2 separate regions of the Sus scrofa genome follow, and region 1 is linked to region 2. A link is a contact called in public HiChIP or PLAC-seq data. All regions are on one chromosome and are shown on one strand. Each heading gives the region's core, a stretch centred on a gene start, on an enhancer-like site or on the middle of the called end of the contact. The rest is flanking DNA. Distances are from core to core; before and after follow the strand shown. Region 1 holds the start of EED (polycomb protein EED). Region 2 holds the start of CCDC83 (coiled-coil domain-containing protein 83).

Evidence for each region. HiChIP or PLAC-seq counts read pairs in DNA pulled down with a chosen protein or histone mark.
Region 1: a contact with region 2 is called in an H3K27ac HiChIP or PLAC-seq map of skeletal muscle, with 7 times the contacts expected there. The contact joins the promoter of EED here to the promoter of CCDC83 in region 2. A contact is called at or near these places in 3 of 47 Hi-C or Micro-C datasets (embryonic fibroblasts, epiblast stem cells and liver) and 2 of 2 datasets of contacts at active chromatin or transcription factors (alveolar macrophages and skeletal muscle).

What each region holds. Positions count from the first base shown.
Region 1 is chr9:20,118,448-20,124,572 of Sscrofa11.1, reverse strand. EED (polycomb protein EED) reads right to left here and starts at 1,496. Exons shown (of 12, transcript XM_013979229.2): 1 at 121-1,496. The coding sequence starts at 234.
Region 2 is chr9:19,770,264-19,775,991 of Sscrofa11.1, reverse strand. It overlaps CCDC83 (coiled-coil domain-containing protein 83), which reads right to left and starts at 3,909. Exons shown (of 11, transcript XM_021062606.1): 1 at 1,296-3,909; 2 at 285-407. The coding sequence starts at 379.

The DNA.
Region 1 (6,125 bases), core at 247-2,746, 350 kb before region 2:
TAGAGTGTGACACCTCTCCCTCCCCCCACAGCCACCAGCCCGCCCCCACGCCTACAGTTTAAAAAGAATTTAAAACTTTCACTCCGGAGTCCCATCTGAACTGCTCAGAACTGCACTCACATTCTCGTCTCCAGAGAGGTCCGGGTTGCTGTTCTCGTCGCTGCTCAGCTTCTGCTTCTTGGCCGCAGGCATGTCTGTTCCCGCCGGCGCTGTCGACACTTCCCTCTCGGACATATTCCTCCGCCTCCCTCCAGGTTCCTGCCGCCTAGGGCGGGGCCTCCGCCACACCGCCGTCAAGCAAGCCCGGCCGGAGCTTGCCGCAAAGTTGCCACTGCCGCCGCCACCTCCACCGCTCCCCCCACTGTCGCAAACCGCGCCCAGCCGCCGAGGCGGGCGTGCGTGCGACCCCGCCACACTGCTGAAAAAGGGGCGCGCGCGCGCGCGCCCTCCCGCGCGGCTTCCTGGATCCTTCCCTTTACCCACTCCCGTCTTGCCCTTTTCCCGCCGCCCTCCCGGCAGTTTGCACGGAGAGGTGTGATCCGTTGGCTTTCAAGGGCAGTATTTCGTACGTTCCCCTTCCCCACGACCGCGTCGAAAAAAGAGAGGCGGAACTCAGAAGGATGCCCCCTCACCCCCTTCCTCTTTCCAAAGACGTTTCAGTCGCAATTGGCCCAATCCTTCGATCCCCGACCCGCTGCAAGGACTCGAAAGTCTGTGGAATGGACTAGACCACCAATATCCTAGGGGACGGGGGAAGAGATGAGAAGTCACCTCTTGATTTAGGGGTATATGGCAAGTGTCCATAACCTTAACCTCAGAGGCTAACGCTCTCAAATTGTTCATGGACCTGTTCACAATCTCATTTTCGGGTGAGAATAGAAATTTAAAACTGTAGACTGTTTCTCACTTGCCTCCCCTGCCTAACAAATGGAAGTTACCCGCTCATAGGTGCGCATGCGCTGGGGCGTATTCTCGCGCTTGGTTGTCCGGACCCGCCTCCTCCAAGCCCCGCCTCTTCGAAGTCTTTGCTGAACCAGGTAGTCTTCCACCGGGTTTCCGTAGCCTAAGATGGATTTCAAAGCGGTACCAAATCGTAGTCCCTGAATGCGTCATAATTTTTTTTGATGAATATTTATTCTGGTGAATATTTATTACGATGAATGATTATCCTCGTCCAATTGGTGCTACTATTGAGAAGAGTTTAAGTAAGAATATCCTAAAACTATAATATCCTAGACTCCAGTGAGTTACAGCTCAAAGTACTCCTTTAACTGTTAAAGGGTTATCAAGGCCCTGGACAATGCCAAGGCCCAAAAATCAATGGTCATCTCCAACTTTGTTTGAAACTGTGAGACTTAAGTGACGGCAAATCCGATACAATAAAATTTTAGGTGCAGGCCACAAAACTGTTAGATTTCATCAAAATCTGGGCGCTTGACAGATGCTAAATAAATTGGTGATCCTGGTGAATTTGTTAGATGGGTCATTAAGCCACATAACTGAACAACAAAGAAAAAAAAAAAAGAAAGGTGCGTGATATTATATGTTTTTTCCTCTTTTAAACCTCATTACATAGCCTGTTGGATAAACAGTTGAGAGTGCCCCATCTATTAAATTCTAGTGTACTTGAACTACTTTTGCATGATGCTTTAACATAGAGAATATTATCTGTTTCATTAACTGCGGATTGCAAATCACTCTTTCTTTTGGAGATAGGGAGAGGATTCTGTTGAGAATGAGAAAAGGTAAAGCAAAAAGCAAGGCAGAATAAGTTTTTTTTTTTGCAATGAAGACAAAAATGAGGCTGAAAAATTAAAGTCCATATCTTAATAATAGTAATTGCATTTATTTGTTGAAATCCTAACATTCCAGGCACTACTAAGCACTCAGTTGGTGAGAGAGAGAGAGATGAAACTGGTATAGAGTCAACCACTGAGAAACTAAGATGTGGTTTGGCATGACATTTTCATGCGCAGAAACAAACATACCCCGCTTGTCTCTTGAGAAGGATGTTTATGAAATATAGCTCTACCAAAAAAAAAAAAGGATAATGAGCTAAGGCATTTCTAATCCAAATTACTCTGTGTATTTGGGAATCAATGGGAGCTGGAAAGTGGAAATCACTTATAGTCATAAAATTAGAAAATTGCTGAACATTTGGGTAAAGGACACATATGGAAGGAAAATGCCTTTCGGCCTTCATGTTACCCAAAACGCGAAAATATTTTTAAAGAGTTTTATTAAAACTTGGAGAGATATCTTTTAAATGTGTCTGATGAGTCAGGGATAATATATGGAAATTGGTTTTATTCATTATTGCTAATGTTAAAAATTATTCTGGAGTTCCCCTTGTGGCTCAGTAGGAAATGAATCTGACTAGTATCCATGAGGATGCAGGTGTGATACCTGGCCTCACTCAGTGGGTTAAAGATCCGGTGTTGCCATGAGCTGTGGTATAGGTCACAGGTGAGGCTCAGATGTGGTGTTGTTGTGGCTGTGGTGTAGGCCAGCGGCTGCAGCTCTGATTTGACCCCTAGCCTGGGAACCTCCATATGCCACGGGTGCGACCCTAAAAAGACAAAAATTATTCTGACACTTGTGAGAACAGAAAAGAACTTCATTTAGGACTGTTGTAATAAGTGTCAAGACCGTCACAGGAGGAGAAAGAAATTGGGCTCAACTCTGAATACAGCAGGATTAGGTGGAGATTTATAATCATGGAGCGGAGTGGTGGGTAGGGGTGGGGACGGAGTGCAGGACATGCCACATGCAATATGCTGCTTTGGTATATTATTTTGAGCTGAAGGTACTTGAAAAACAGATTTCTTTGAGTCCCACTCATCTCCCTAAAGACAGATCCTCCAAAAGGAACTGAACTGTCACGAATCCCTTCCCCAGGGGTTGGGTCAGCCAGGGAAAGGTTGGCTCTTATCACAGAAGAGGAAGTTACAAGTCAGAAGTTGACACCACCCTCAGACAAACTTTGTCATGAACTGCCATCATCTCCCATCTATTCGAAGGGCTCATTCATCTTTCCAAAAAATGACTTACTCTCCCCTAAGCAGCATATGTCCCCTTACCCCTTCTCCTGTTGAGATGGTATCAGCTATCAAAGATTATTGCTTTTGGGGGATATTCATTTTTTCCCCCTCAATGGCCCTGTGCATATAATACTAAAAATGAGTCAATTTGTATACCTTTTTCCTGTTAATTTGGCTGTTTTCAGTTTATTCTATAGGCCCTGCTGTCAATTCTGGGAGGGTAGAGGAAGACATTCCTCCCCTATGGGGGCTTAGTGGATGGAAATTTACTAGAGGAGACATGAAGGGTAGGGACATTCTTCATTTGTTTGTCTTTTTATAATTATTTTTAAAATTTTTTAACTTAAAAAATTTTGTGTGTGGTTTTTTGGGGTGGAGGGTGGGGTGGAGTTCTTCCTAAACTGACTTGCCAAGGTTATCAGATATCAAGAATGGAGGGAGGATTCTTTCTAAACTGATTTCACAGAATTGTTGCTACATCTGAACTAGGCAGGCGGAAGGATAAGGACTAGTTGAGAACAGGGCTCAGAGGAGCCTCACTACAGTTTGTCTTTAGTCAAGCTCCTTTGAGCCCTCTTCTGATTTACCATATGGTATGCTAATTAGAGTGCTATTTTTATGTTATTAGTTTCAGTATAGTTACCTATTAAAAATCTTAAAAATTATAAGTTTGTTAGCATTGAATTCTTTTACTGTGAATAATTTCAGGAACCATCACAGTTGGAGTGGTCTTACAACCTGCATTTTACAAATGTGGACGCAATGGCTTAGTGTAATTAAACGTGTTGCCCCCAAACACACAGCTCTTCACAGTGGCAGAGCTAAGGATCATGTTCAAGTCTGATTGATTAGAAAGTACTTTTGCATCAGGATGAAGGACCGGGATTTATGTATTTCTGTTCACAGAGCTTGATATTTGGAACACTCAATCTTTTAAACACCACTGAAGAACATGAAAAACCTGTATTACTTGAGACAGAAAGAGCACCTAACTGGGGAAACTGGGAAAATACAAATACAGTCTGGAATTAATAGTCATGTGTTTCAATTTCTTAATTTTGACAAATGTACCATGGTAATGTAAGATGTTAATGAGAGAAATGTTGCAACTTTTCTGTAAAATAATCCCCTACAAAAAACCTTATTTTAAAAAAAATCTGGAGTTCTCTTGTGGCGCAGCAGATTATGGATCTGGTTAGGTCACTGCTGTGGCTTGAGTTCAGTCCCTGGCCTGGGAACTTCCGCATACTGCAGATACAGCCAAAAAAAGTTAAATATAAATATTAAATTTAAAAAATCTACCTTATATTAAACAGTTAATAACTCTAGCCAGAAACATCCCTTAGCCTTCAAATAAGTCTATATTGGAACGCTTTCAGTTGATCTGTGTTGGAAAACTTTCAAAGATCATCTATTTATAAAGAAGAAAATTCACTGCCACCCTTGGTATTGTCTTCTAGTATCTTGTAAGCTTCATATCAGGAAATGAGTTTCAAAAGCTAAATTAAACACCATTTCAGTTGAAGTCTATTTCTCATTCATTCAACATTTTTTGTCTCTTCTGCTTCATAAATAGCAGCTGTTCATCATCACTCATACAGTGTATAATCATATGCTTGCAGAGCCACTTTTCTATGAACAGAACATCATATGGCTTTTTTGAACATTTTTAAATCAATCAGGAGGAATTTACTGAATATCATTTATGTGCAAAGCAGTATGGTAATTATGGGGTGTGGGGGAGGAGAGAAAAAGGGAAAATAAGACACAGACTCTATCTTCAAAAAGCCTAATATTCTTCCAGCATTAAAAGAAATGTCTCATGCATTTTAAGAACATTTACTGAGTAGTCACTCTGTGCCAAGCACCATTCTAGGTGTGGAAAATACTTGATAATAAGCAAAACTACAGAGTTTCCTAGTGTCATAGAGCTTACTGTCTAGAGGGGGAAACAACACTAACCAACTAGCCACACATACAAATGTTAAATTACAACTGTGAAGTATTATGAAGAGGAAGTACAAGGCCAGGGCTGCTGCTAGCCTGTGTGGTATCTTTGTGCAAATTTTTTTTTTTTTTTTTTTGGCTGCACCGTCAGTATATAAAAGTTCCTGGGCCAGGAATAGAACCTGCACTGCCACAAAGACAACACTGGGTCCTTAACCCACTGTACCGCAGCAGGAACTCCTGTGCCATTATTATTATTATTATTATTATTTTGTCTTTTTAGTCTGTAATTAGGCAACCAGATTCCTTCAGCTCCATTTTTCTTTCTCAGGATGGCTTTTGGTTATTCTGGGTCTTTTGTGCTTCCAAAGAAACTTTAAAATATTTTGTTCTTGTTCTGTGAAAAATGCCATTGGTAATCTGATAGGGATTGCATTGAATCTGTAGATTGCCTCAGGTAGTATAGTCATTTTGACAGTATTGATTCTTCTAATCCAAGAGTGTGGTATATCTTTCCATCTGTTTGTGTCATCTTTGATTCTTACAGTTTTCAGAGTACGGGTCTTTTGATTCTTCAAGTAGGTTTATTTCTAGGTATTTCATTCTTTTTGATGCAATGGTAAATGGGATTGTTTCCCTAATTTCTCTTTCTGATCATTTATTGTTAATATAAAGAAATGCAGTTGTTTTCTGTGTGTTAATTTTATATCCTGCAACTTTACCAACTTCACTGATGAGCTCTAACAGTATTCTGATACAGTCTTTAGGATTTTCTAGGTACAGTATCATGTCATCTGCAAACAGTGATAGTTTTACTTCTTTTCCAATTTGGATTCCTTTTATTTCTTTTTCTTCTCTGATTGCCTTAGCTAGCACTTCCAAAACTATGTTGAATAGTAGTGGTGACAGCAGACATCCTTGTTCCTGATATTAGCAGGAATTCTTTCAGCTTTTCACATTGAGAATGACATTAGCTGTGAGTTTGTCATATATGGCCTTTATTATGTTGAGGTATGTTCCCTCTATGCCCATTTTCTGGAGGGTTTTTATCAGAAATGATTATTACATTTTGTCAAAAGCTTTTTCTGCATATATTGAGAGGATCATATGGTTTTTATTCTTCAGTTTGCTAATGTG
Region 2 (5,728 bases), core at 2,660-5,159:
CTGTGTTTGAAGAGGTACTCCAGCAAGCTGCTATGTCTGTGTGAGAGAATGACTAATAATACAACGGAGGGAGGGAGGAAGGAAGCCAAAACCACATTCAGGAATGCTATTTCATAGCTACCACTTGGCTTATGTTATAGTCAAAGTTCCCCGTCTTCAGTCCACCTTCAATCCAGCTTCCTTGACAGCTTTTGAGCACTTTATTTTCCACTGGATTTATGTGAGTCTTAGCAATGATGGCCCCTCGTGTAGGGAAACTTTTGGATTTCATAATCTAAGCTTACTGATAATCTAGAAGTGCTTCACTGGTAGGCAGTTTGACTTCTTTTGGTGGCCCATCTTGGATATCCTTTTTATTTGCTTTTGCTGTGTTTTCCATTGTGTTGCTTAGCTAGTAAGAAGTATACCTGTTTGAAAGAGACATAGGAAAAGTAAATAAATTTTTTGTCCCTCTACTTGTGTTTAATATGATAATATTATCATAACAGTAACTTTTCATCAGCTATTAATTAATTTGGCAACTAATAATAAAATTATCAAAAATAGGAGTTCTCGTCGTGGTGCAATGGTTAACAAATCTGACTAGGAACCATGAGGTGCGGGTTCGATCCCTGGCCTTGCTCAGTGGGTTAAGGATCCGGCATTGCTGTGAGCTGTGGTGTAGGTTGCAGACGTGGCTCAGATCCCACGTTGCTGTGGCTGTGGCATAGGCCAGCGGCTACAGCTCCAATTCGACCCCTAGCCTGGGAACCTCCATATGCCACAGGAGCGGCCCTAGAAAAGGCAAAAAGACAAAAGGACATATATATATATATAAAATATATAATAGATAATAATATATATAAGATATAGTTGTACTTTTTGGTAGTATCTGTAGCATATGGAAATTCCTGGGCAAGGCATCAAATCCAAGCCACAGCTGTGACCCAAGCTGCTGCAGAGACAACCCTGGATCCTTAACCTGCAGCACCACAGCAGGAACTCCTCAAAAATATTTTTTAAAAGGGAAAACCAGGACCACTGTTCTTAGAGTTTCATGGTAAACAGGAATACTTCATAGATTTTGTGGCTTTAGTATGGGTATTAACATACATCTATTAAGATCATTGTCTTCCTTAACAGGTTTTTCGCTTTTGATTTTTACTAAGTTCAAGAAAATAAGTGCCTCATCTTCAGTCAATGTATTAGGAGGTGGGTGTGACAGGAAGGACATAACCTTTGCGATTATTGCTCAAATCGCTGCACAGAGGAGAGCGGGGATGACGTCATTCTTGTGCATCACTGCCTTTCCCCACCTGGCTCAGCAGAGGCCGTCCTTGGATAAATCAGGCAGGCAGGTTTTAATTCTAGATCCACCACCTATTATCTTTGCGACCTTGCAGAGGTTACTTAATCTTTCTGAGTTTTAGTTCCATCACCTGTAAAGTGAGAACAAAAATCTTATTCTAAGTGCTGTGGCAAGGATTAAATAAGCTAAGGGTTAAAGCAATCTAGCATAGTGTCTGCCATATAGAAAGACTTTAAAAGTATTTTGCCCCTTTCGTTATAGCTCCAGACTATGCTTCTCTAAGCTTCAGGTAACTAAGACAGAGGGAGTGTGCCTGCTGCCAAGTATGATGAGAGGTGTAAAGACTAATCCGTGTGGTTTGCTACTGCCAGCCTTCATCACTGATTTGGATCACTGAATCGGCAATCTCCATATATCATTCAGGTCCACAGCGAAACTCCCTGAAATGAAAACATATTTTTCCCCTGCAGATATGCTGCTTGCATGCCCAGACCCCCAGGGAGGCTCAGTCTTTGTGTCTGAGACTTTTCTTTCCTAGCCAAGAGTGTTCATCTCTAGCATACGTAAATGCCAATATACTATGATACTTTTCACTGAAAATTATAAAGGTGACACATAAAAAGATTTAATACATTAAGGCAGAGTAATATATTAAGTGATCTCTTCTTAGATATCAAAGTATGGAGAATAATTCCATAAGCTCCCTACCAAAATGTTTCATTATACCATCACAGTTCACAGCAACTTATAGTGAAGAAAAAAAAAATTGCTTTCTTTTCTCTTCGATGCTGTTTAATTTTTATATTATTTTCTATTTTAGAATTAAAATTTTTAACTTGACTGTTACACAAAAACAGCATGTTGTCAAGTATTTCATTTTACAGTAACTCAGTATTTAACAAAAACGTTTATAATAAAATATTTTAAAGCTTAAACAACATTAATCTCTAATTTTCTTTCTGCATCATATGGAAGAGATCCAGTGTTATGGTACCCACCTGTGGTACCCATCTGGTGCTGGAGGAAAATAATGACCTCATCTTGCTCAGTTGCTTCTTATGTTTTCAACTTTCCGACCAATGTGCAATTAGTTACCTAACTGCAGCTTAGGCAAAGGGTTTGAATAAAACATGAGTGAAAATGCGGATCCATTAAGCACAAATGATTTATGCATAAACTATATTAAGGTTTATTGTTTCATATGCTTTCCAGAAAATTAGTAAGCCAATGGGATTGCCTGCTTAATAACTGACTTTTTCCGACGAGCTACTGACATTGCCTCAAAATGGACTTTTGCATTAGATAATGTCCTACAAACGACAGGAATTTTCATAAACATTTACCAGGGTTTACAGTGCCTGACCACCTAGAGGATTTCTATCTCAGAAAAAGGTGAGCGTTCTAGAAATTATCCACAGAGCAAGGTAATTATTTTCCAGGAAGATTTCACTGAGAAGATTTCCTGACAGGTGGACATCTAATCTGTTTTGCCAGTACCTGCAAACGTCTATTCCGTCCTGTGTGTGGCAATTTACCTGGCCCCTGGTTATAAAACACAGAAGAGGTGAGGTCTCAGACCGACAGGAAGAAAGAAGCATACTCCAACAGAACTTTAAAAAAATTAATGAGCAACTTTAAAAGACTTTAAAAAACCATGCAAGTAAAGAATGCTACCGTGATCTGTGCCCAGGGCATGACCTTTTGTGCCCATCTGTTCTTCCTTTCCCAACTCTGGGCATCAATAACACACACATGTAGTGTGAGGGCAGGTGAGGAGGCAGGGTTCGAAGGACTCAGATGTCCAGCCTTTCCAGAGACTAGTTCATAGTCATTTTCTGTCAGAAACTGTTTCAGAAAATACTCCCTCCCTGCTCCTCAGGGAAAAGTAAGAAGTCTATTTAGTAAAATAAAAAAAATAAAAGTCTATTAAGTAAAAAGTGACATATAATTGCCATCTTCCTCTAATGTACTGTTAGCCCATCATGCTTTCCTTGACTCTGTAAAATTATCCCTACAACAAGGAGTGTGTCCCTTCCTGCACAGTCTCAGAATCCTGGCTCAACACCTAGAAAGCTCCTCATGACTTTTTGTCATGATTTTGTGGAGCCACGAATATCCAGAAGTCTCTTAATGACCCCTTTCATAATATTGTGGAGGCTGGAAGGGATGGCAGTCCTGCTCTAAGGCCTTTCTAGACATTTGAAATGGATCCTGATGTTTTTTAGCTAATGTTCTATATAAATGTAGATTAAAATGGAAGATATTTATGTAATAGCATTAGTAATGACAAAAGTTCGCAATAAGATTCCATCCGGGTGGCGAGCACGATTTAGTTAAACAATCTCTATGAGGGTGTTGGAAGTCTTGAAGTCTAGATGTGGCTTTGCCATTAATCAGCTATAAGATTATGTAAGTCAACCAACAACAATAATAATGCCATCCTTCCAAAAGCCTTCGTTAAAGAGCAGTCTTACTTAAAAGGCACACATCTACCTATCAAGGCACGCACCTTCAACCAAAACAACTCCTTAAATACTAAATAACAGCTTCAGCAACTCCTGTCTTTGGGAATTCAAAAATAGATGTTGGGGAGTTCCTGCTGTAGCACAGCAGGTTAAGGATACAGCATTGTCTCTGCCATGGCCTGGGTTGCTGCTGAGGTGTGGTTTGATCCCTGGCCCAGAAGTGGGTTAAGGATTCAGCGTTGCTGCAGCTTTGGAGTAGGTCGCAGGTGTGGCTCAGAGTCAGCCCCTGGCCTAGGAATGTCCATATGCCGTGGGTGCAGCCAAAACAAAACAAAACAAAACCAAAAACAGATGTTGGCACACAGATTAGCATCTCCCATGGGCACAAATTAGATGTTCAGTAAATGTCTGATTTGAATGATGGGTAAATAATGCATGCTCAGGTTCTTTCCCAGTGGCCTTATTTATTTGCTCACAATGTTGTATGTACCCTGAATTTGGAAAGTAAAATAACTTTTAAACTCAAATGCTCACTCAGGCTAGAATACACTTTTAATATAATTAAAAACATTTTAGAAATACTCTCCAGCATATTAAAAAAAAAAAAAACCTGTATGCATTTAAAGCCTCTTAGTAGTGATAATATCACCTAAAACTCAGTTTTACAAAATTCCAGACCTACTTCTCTTTGTATAGATTATGGATATATAGCCCCAAACAGCTCTAAAATGTAAAACACAGCCATTCTGGAGCTATATTAAATAACCATATTTTCAAATCAACGTATTTAAAAATATCTGGATAGGAGTTCCTGTCATGGCTCAGTGGAAACAAATCTGATTAGAAACCAAGAGGTTGCTGGTTCGATCCCTGGCCTCGATCAGTGGGTTAAGGATCTGGTGTTGCTATGAGCTGTGGTATAGGTCACAGACTCGCTAGGATCTGATGTGGCTGTGGTGTAGGCCAGCAGCTGTAGCTCCAATTGGATCCCTAGCCTGGGAACTTCCACATGTCTTGGGGGCAGCCCTAAAAAGTCAAAAAAATATATATATAATATAATCTGCATAGGTGATATTTTCAACTTTTCACTTGCTCGATTGATGATGTGGTGTTACATTAGCATGTATTTTCTTCACCAATACAAATCTTTTGGTCATTGGCACATTTTTGAACTCAAATTATATTGGATTCTTAGCTTAAAAATTGGTCTGTCTTCTGATCCAGAATTGCTAATAATAGTTTGAAATGCAGTATATTATACTAAGTTTTCTACCAGAACTATATATTTTTTTCAATTCCTGTTGTCCTTCAATTTTAGAAGGGACAAAAAAGAAAAGAAACCACCGTGAAGAGAATATTGTGAGGATGGTGGAAATACTTTTACATTCGGATGGCAGAGGAGAATAACAACCCTTTTCCCCTTCAAAGAGCAGTGGCGAATAAAGAGGACCAGCTGGGGCGGGGTCTTGCCGGGGAGGGTGGAAAGGAAATCCATGAGCCGTAATTGCACACACTGATAAATACCCAGTCTATTATTTTCCTTCTCTGCCTTCACACAATTTTTTTTTCTTTTTTCTCAGATGGGACATTTCCTACCTCCCAGTCACTTCCTCGACTCTCTCCTCCCAGCAGAGAATTACGGAGTAAGAAGGGGAGTGAGGAAACAAGCTACTATCCAAATCTAGCAAATAATAAAAGAAACCAAGTGTCCTAATTTGAACGATGCTGCCGGCAGCCAGGACAAACCAGGCTATGGATTAGACAGGTGAGGTTTATAAAGTACCTGCAGTGGGAGGGGCTCTTTTCTGGTCCTAAGAAGGGTGCGAAGATGTGTGGGGCACTCATTCTAAAGAATTCACCAGACTGGGAATTCAATGAGAAGAGCACTAAGATTTGAGTCTAGATCTAGCTCCTCCACTAGTGAGTTTTATAACCTCAGACAGGTCTCTAAGCCTCAGTCTCTCTTCCACCTTTC